Linked DNA regions of Mus musculus: region 1 is linked to region 2. A link is a contact called in public HiChIP or PLAC-seq data. All regions are on one chromosome and are shown on one strand. Each heading gives the region's core, a stretch centred on a gene start, on an enhancer-like site or on the middle of the called end of the contact. The rest is flanking DNA. Distances are from core to core; before and after follow the strand shown. Region 1 has its middle 8.9 kb from the start of Gm31125. Region 2 holds the start of Acot11 (acyl-CoA thioesterase 11).

The links. HiChIP or PLAC-seq counts read pairs in DNA pulled down with a chosen protein or histone mark.
Region 1: a contact with region 2 is called in an H3K27ac HiChIP or PLAC-seq map of embryonic stem cells, with 6 read pairs. The contact joins the enhancer-like site here to the promoter of Acot11 in region 2. A contact is called at or near these places in 6 of 39 promoter capture datasets (the 3T3-L1 cell line, the C10 cell line, the HPC-7 cell line and 3 more), 3 of 15 datasets of contacts at CTCF or cohesin (CD8 T cells, the G1E-ER4 cell line and the NIH/3T3 cell line), 32 of 484 Hi-C or Micro-C datasets (the Ba/F3 cell line, CD4 T cells, CD8 T cells and 20 more), 8 of 115 datasets of contacts at active chromatin or transcription factors (the HPC-7 cell line, effector CD8 T cells, embryonic stem cells and 2 more) and 3 of 9 other capture datasets (adipose tissue, liver and pancreatic islet).

What each region holds. Positions count from the first base shown.
Region 1 is chr4:106,847,295-106,850,909 of GRCm38.p6, reverse strand. No RefSeq gene overlaps it. Among named protein-coding and RNA genes, the nearest start is that of Gm31125, 8.9 kb to the right of the region's middle. Within about 2 kb of position 2,224, at least 225 of the 459 cell types and tissues checked have an H3K27ac peak or open chromatin away from gene starts, as enhancers often do. A contact at or near this core is called in the Ba/F3 cell line, the G1E-ER4 cell line, the HL-1 cell line and 15 more, where this site is marked.
Region 2 is chr4:106,798,346-106,801,719 of GRCm38.p6, reverse strand. Acot11 (acyl-CoA thioesterase 11) reads left to right here and starts at 1,889. Exons shown (of 16, transcript NM_025590.4): 1 at 1,889-2,036. The coding sequence starts at 2,004.

The DNA.
Region 1 (3,615 bases), core at 975-3,474, 49 kb before region 2:
TGACCATCTGCTTCTCCTGTTTCTATCTCCCTAGTGGTAGGATAACAGGCTGCCCTACCACCTAGGGTTTCTCTGGGGTTTTGTCACATCTATTTAGAGTCTACTTAGTAAGTCCCCTCCCTTCTTATCTACCTTCCTTCTTCCTTCCATTTCACTCTGTCCCAGAGGCTGGCCTTGAACTCGTAGGCTCAGCATACTGACTAGCTGGGATTCTTAGGCTCAGGCTACCATGCATGGTGACTTAGTGTTTTCTTTTGAATTAGTTCAGTTTTGCAAAACTTTATTTAACAAGGAAACTGCATCAGGACTCGAAATGGAAAACCAGCATGACTTTCCAAAAAACAGAAGGCAGAGATAAAAATAAATGCAAGGAAGACGAACCAATTCTAGCTTAGATGTCTCTGTCTGCTAGGACTCTCTCTCTGCCACACAGGCAGATTTACCAGGTTAAGAAAGGCATTAACACCAGGTGTGGTGGCAAATGCCTGTAACCCTGGCACTCAGGAGGTTGAGTGTTCAAGGCTGGCTGCAGATATAAACAGGACTGTCTTACAATAAATATAAAGGTTTTAAGAGACATATCAACCCTCACACCAGCCTTAAACTGAGCCTTTGTTAATTGAAGACACAACCTAAAGGAACTTGAGCTGAGCCACGTGGTGGTGCACACTTTAAATTCCAGCACTCAGAAGGCAGAGGCAGGTGCATCTCCATGAATTCAAGACCAGCCTGGACTACAGCATTAGTTCCAGGATGGCCAAGGCAACCTGGAGAAACCCTATCTCTGTCTTTTTTTTTTTTTTTTAAAGATTTATTTATTTATATGTAAGTACACTGTAGCTGTCTTCAGACACTCCAGAAGAGGGCGTCAGATCTTGTTACGGATGGTTGTGAGCCACTATGTGGTTGCTGGAATTTGAACTCCGGACCTTCGGAAGAGCAGCCTGGAAGAGTAGTTGGGTGCTCTTACCCAATGAGCCATCTCACCAGCCCCCCCAACCCCCATCTCTGTCTTAAAAAACAACAACAACAACAACAACAACAACAACAAAAAACCAAAACAAAACAAGGGGGGCAGATAGCTCTTCAGGTAAAACTGTTTGCTGTCTATGCTTGACCTCCTGAGTTTGAATCCTGAATGTAGGACAGAACTAACCCTTGAAAGTTGTCCTCTGACCTCCACAAGGGTATATCTCCAAACCCCAAATAAAAATTAAAACTAAACAAAAGAGGGTTGGAGAGATGACTCAGAAGCTAAGAGTACCGGCTGCTCTTCCACAGGACCCAGGTTCGATTCTCAGAACCTGCATGGCAGCTCACAGCTGTCTGGAACTCCAGTTTCAGAGGATCTGGCGTTCTCACACAGACATACCTGCAGGCAAAACAAAAATGCACAGGAAATAAAAATAAATCTAAAGCAGAGGAGGGTGTGCTGGAGAGATGATGGCTCAGTGGTTAAGAGCACCAACTGCTCTTCCAGAGGTCCTGAGTTCAATTCCCAAAAACCACATGGTGGCTTTTTTTTTTTTTTTTTTTTTTTTTCCAAGACAGGGTTTCTCTGTATAGCCCTGGCTGTCCTGGAACTCACTTTGCAGACCAGGCTGGCCTCGAACTCAGAAATCTGCCTGCCTCTGCCTCCTGAGATTAAAGGTATGCACCACAACGCCCGGCTTTTTTTTTTTTTTTTTTTTTTTCAGTCTTGAATTCACAGAGGTCACCAGCCTCTGCCTCCTGGATGCTGGGATTAAAGATGTTTGCCACCATGACAACAGGGCAGAGGCTCCGTTTTTCTATGGCTTGGTCTGTGAACTTTGGAACCTCACTGCCCCATCCCACTCATAGCCTGTGCCACACCTGGGAAGATCTGTTGGTCTGCCTTCTGGTCTAGGGCATGTAACCCAGAGTCACTCAGCACTGAAGTGACAGACCCCAAGCAGCCAAGATTTCTGACAGTGGCAGGGACTGGCAGAAAAGAAGCGACATTGAGTGGACAGCTGGGGACCTGGCAGCCAAGAGTGAGCTCTGTCATGAAGCCAGCTCTGCTTCCCTAATACTGCTGCGAACTATAGGTCTTTGCTTGAATGGTCCCCTGGTTTTCTCTTAGGAGATCCCTATGGCTTGCAGGGTAATGTCCCAACTTCTGTCAGCACACTGTGAGGTGCCCGCTGTGCTACGGGCTGATCCTTACCTGTTTCTCACTTAGATACAACCCTTTTCTAAGAAACTTCCTTTGAAATTTCCCAACAGAGCTCATCGCCATCAATGTGGCAAGACTCTACCCAGCGCTTGCTGGGTGCCAAGTAGCAGAGGCAGTGTGCCAAGGTGGGCAGGGTGAACAGGACAGGGGCATCCGTTCTCCTCTTGGCTTCTCAACTCCCTGCTCCTGGGTGCTCCATCTGTCTCCAGGGGACTATCCTGCATAGCTGTTGTTGTGTTTGCACCTGGGGCTCCTGGGCTGGCTCGACTCCTGGCTAAGGCCATCTCGGTATGTGGCTGACTGCGTTGTCATCAGGCGCCCTCCCCACCCCAAGCTGGAATTTCCAGAACAATGTTAGCAAGAACAGGAGCGAGGCAATGCTGGCCCCTGTTCCCTGAGTCTTGAGAATCTATAGGATAACAGGCACCTGGCCCACTTCTTAGCCACTCTGAAGGTACACACCGACCTGGGACAGGAGCCTGGCCCTACAGGTCACACAGCTCCCCAACTGGCCCTGAGCTCAGCCCTCTGGGAGCCTCTTCCGGAGGCTGGATTCCAGGAGCCTCCTCTTTCTAAACCCTGCTCTGCACACCCCCTCCCCCCAGCACTGGCCTGGCTTCCTGGAATTTCTCCTCCTAATTGAAACCAAACACCGGGGCTCCTCAAGGGCTGTGCCCTGGAGGCCCCGTGGGTTTCTCTTTTCCTCCCTCCTCCCTTTCCCCAAATGGGGCCTCTGGGGGTACTGGGGGTGGGGTGCTCAGCCCAAGGCAGCACCGGGAGGGGATAAGGGGTAAGGGGCTCACAGCTGCTGGGCTGTGAACAAGCTGGACTTGGCTGTCTCACAACTGAAGAGGCATTGAAGGGCAGGCTGGCGATCCAGGCAAAGGGAACTGGGAGGATTTCTTCCACTGGGACTGTCCCAAGAAAACCCTGGACCAACCCTGTCTCAGGCAGTAGGTCTGGGAACTGGAGAATGGGTTGGTGAAGGTCAGCCTCAACTAGACCGTCCGTGTGACCTTAGGCAAATTATTTCCTCCTCTCTCTGAATCTTGAGTTCCTCAAGGTACAAGCGTGAGGCTATGTGGGGACCTGTCTCAGATAATGTTCATAATTACCACCTGGTCTTAGTGATGAAGCTAGGCATACTAACCCTTTCCAGTACATCTACAGGGATGGAGAGAGGCAGCCTAAGAACATGTGGGGCTGTTGAGGGCTGCAGTTGAAAAGGTCAATAAATGTTTGTTGAATGAAGGAATTCTCTCCCCTTTTTACAAACATTTACCGAATGTCTTCCTTGTTTCAAACACTGGGGCAAAACCCTAAGGCAGCAAGGCTGATTCCCCTGAAGGTGGAGTCTGGGAAGGAAGCCCATTGTCCTGCCTGTCAAAGGCACCACTAGGAACCTGCAGGCTGATGCT
Region 2 (3,374 bases), core at 640-3,139:
ACCTCCTAGTCCCTCTCAAATAGTGCCATTCCTTGATGTCCAAGCATTTGAATATATGAGCCTATGGGCGCCATTTTTATTCAGACTACCACTGGCAGCAAGTGCCATTGCACGCTGAACCATCTCATGCCTAGCTTGCTTTCTTTCTTTCTTTCTTTCTTTCTTTCTTTCTTCCTTCCTTCCTTTCTTTCTTTCTTATTTAGACAGGGTCTCCAGTGAACCTGGAGCTCCCCCATTCTGTTAGGCTGGTCACCAAGGGACATTGTACATCTCTGCCTCCCTAGTGCTGGGATTACAGGGACCCATCAGTGCACCCAACTTTTTTACATGGGTGCTAAGAGCCAAACTCAGGTCTTCATGATTGCGACAACAAGCATTTTACTAACTGGGCTATCTCTCCAACCTCTACCCCCATTCAGAAAATACTTACTTTTTTGTTTTTAGTTAGGTATAGGTGTGTGTGTCTGCATCTGGGTATGTATGTGCACATGAATGCAGATGTGGTAGAGCTCAGAGACATCTGATTTCCTAGAGCTTCAGTTACAGTTGGCTTTGAGCCATCTGACATGGATACTGGGACCGAATTGGGCTCTTTTGGAAGAGTAGCAAGAACATTTAACCACTGAGCCATTTCTCTGTCCCCACCCCTCTTTTTTTTTTTTTTTACAGTGTCTAACATTGTATTATAAATCAGGCTGGCCTGAAACTCAACATGTAGCCTAGGCTGGCCTTGAACTCATGGCCATCCTTCTACCTTAGGTTCCTGAGTGTTGGGAGTCGAGAGTTAGCACAATGGTGTTTATCTTGCTGTCTTTTGGGTATAACTTCAGTTTCTCATCTGCAGATACAGAAGTGCAGATCGTTGATGAGAACTCACAAGGAAAGACGTGCGAGTCCTTGATTCCTAGAGTCAAGGCTCTGAGAGAAGAGAGGACTTGCCCAGAGTCCCAGGCATGGTAGTGAACTCGGGGCCTTTGGCAGAGGACTTGTTAGTAACTGTGTAGAGAATGAAAGCAGAAGCAGGAGGCAGAGGACATGTCTGCTGATCTGTCCCCATCTGCTACATAGTGGCCATGGCGCCTTGGATACATCCCTTTCCAGCCCCAGGGATCATCCCTGCGATGTAGAAAGAGGATCAGCAGGAAGCCTGAGTCACAGCAGGGGTCTGGTGCTCCGCGACTTGTCCTCAGCCATTTGGTCACCAGTTCCCTTTGGCTTTTTTAGTCCTGACCAGAGTGTGTCTCTAGTCGTCTGCCTCGAACCTCTTGCAGAAGTGACAGAGGACAGGGAAAGTCCTGGAGAACTTTCACTCGTTGATGGCCATGGGTGCTGAGTACCACGTGGCATACTGGGTGTACTTTGGCAGGCGCCTCATTTACAAGAATTACCTGCTTATAAGGAAGTGGCTGTCAGGGCCCGGTGTATAAACCCTGTTCGGCAGTTGCTGGATGCTAACAACCTGGGCCCAGGAGCCAGTCGGGTAGCACTCCGGAAGGTAAAACTCTGGCAGGTGGGTCTGGTGTCTCTCTAGGAGGCCTTGGCAGCTCCCTGGCATCCTGCTACACTCCAGCCTGCCCTCTTGTGGACGGATGGACTCCCTGGCAAGAGAATGGGAGCTCTGGGACTTCTATTCTGTTAGGCAAGGACAGGGGTAGGGGGCTGGAGTGGGGGCTGGCATTTGCCTGAGTCTAGAGACATAGAGTCCGGTGGTGCCAGTAGGTGGGCAACAGGCCCCACGTGGTTGTGGCCCAGTTGGCAGGTGCTAGGGAGCTTTCTGTGCTGGGGTTGGAGGGGGGGCGCACAGAGGGCGGATCGAGGAGAGGCCAGGACAAGGGGCGGAGATATTAACAGCTGGCTCCGGAGGGCGGGGACCTTGGGAGGAGGAGCCAGGAGAAGCCGGCTGCTTTTGGACTTGCTGGCAGTCCCAGGGCTCAGGTGACCAGCGGCCCTTTAGGAGCCTACAGACCCCCCCACAGCCTGGCAACCCAGCAAACGGAGCAGCAATGATTCAGAATGTGGGCAACCACTTGCGAAGGGTATGGACTGTGGGTTAGGGTGGCCTGGGAGACAAATGGGTCTCCTGGTGTGGGGGCCCAGAAAGTAGATGCTTTCCTCTAAAGTCAGGATCTGCATCTTTAGTCGGGATCTGTCTGTAGTCTTCTTTAGAAGGAGATATTGCAGAACCCACGGACTTCTTAAGTTATAACTAGTACTCTCCCCAAAGAGACCCGGGGACAGTAGGCTCCCTCAGGCTGGCAGTTTGTGGTTAGGTGGAATGGAATCTTCTGTAGCAAGTTCTGGCATTCTGTTTGGTTGAGTGTGTATGTGTGTGTTTTGTGCATAATACTGCTGCTGCTGCTGTGTGTGTGTCATGTTACAATCCAGCTGCTGCTGGTGTGTGTGTGTGTGTGTCTCCCTGGGTCCTGTGCACAATCCCGCTGCCTGCCATCTGAGCTCTGGGCCTCATCACTTCTCCCGCTCAGGACTCCAAGGCTATGGCCTGACAGAATTTACGACGTGAGGGTGTGTGTACAAGGCGAGAACAGGAGAGTAAGAACACAGCCTGTGAGGGAAAGGCCATGTGGAAAATGTCCTATGCAATGACCTTCGAGAGTATTTTTTTTCCTGGAACCTCCTAACTGGGACTTTGGAGTTGAGATAGGTGCTGAGGTCCCAGAAACACCCAAGTGCATAGTGGCTCATTGGGGGGCCTTTGGCCTGGTGCCTGGAGAAGGGCTTGGGACAGGCTGTACCGCCAGTGCTGGGCAAGAGTATCTGCCAACTGAGGTCGGTACAGAAAAGGCCTTTTAAAAAGTGCCCTGGCTAAATACACATCTCACCCGTCCTTTCCCTCAAGTGGCATCCTTGCCCAGCCCGGGCTCTTTGTACTTTTAGGATCTCACCCAGCTCCTTCCATCTGCTACCCCACTAGTGGTTATCTCTGAAAAGCTAGCTGTGGTGTGTGCCCACCTGTTCAGTCTTACCTGGCAGGCTTGCCCAGCTCTCTCCACACCCCACCATCCTCCCTCTGTGTTCTCAGCAGCACTGTAGGGATTGGCTTTTTCTGTCTTAGTGTTCCACCTTGGCTCTCTCTAGCTGCCATATATTCTGTACCTTCCACCAGTGACCACCAGTGACCTTGGCCTCCCTTGCACCTCTGTCAGCCTGCCGTCTCTTTGGCGGTTTCCTTCTCAGCCCTCGGATTCAGCTGGGATGCTGCCTCCTCTGGAAAGCCTTCCTAGATTTCTCATGGCACTGTGCAGTCTTTATGAGCCCCGCTCTCACTGGGATGGAAGATTTGGCTGTGTGTCTCTCTCTTCTACCCCAGTAAACTTTACAAGCTGTGCTTGGTATACCTAGTCCTGGTCAGAGGC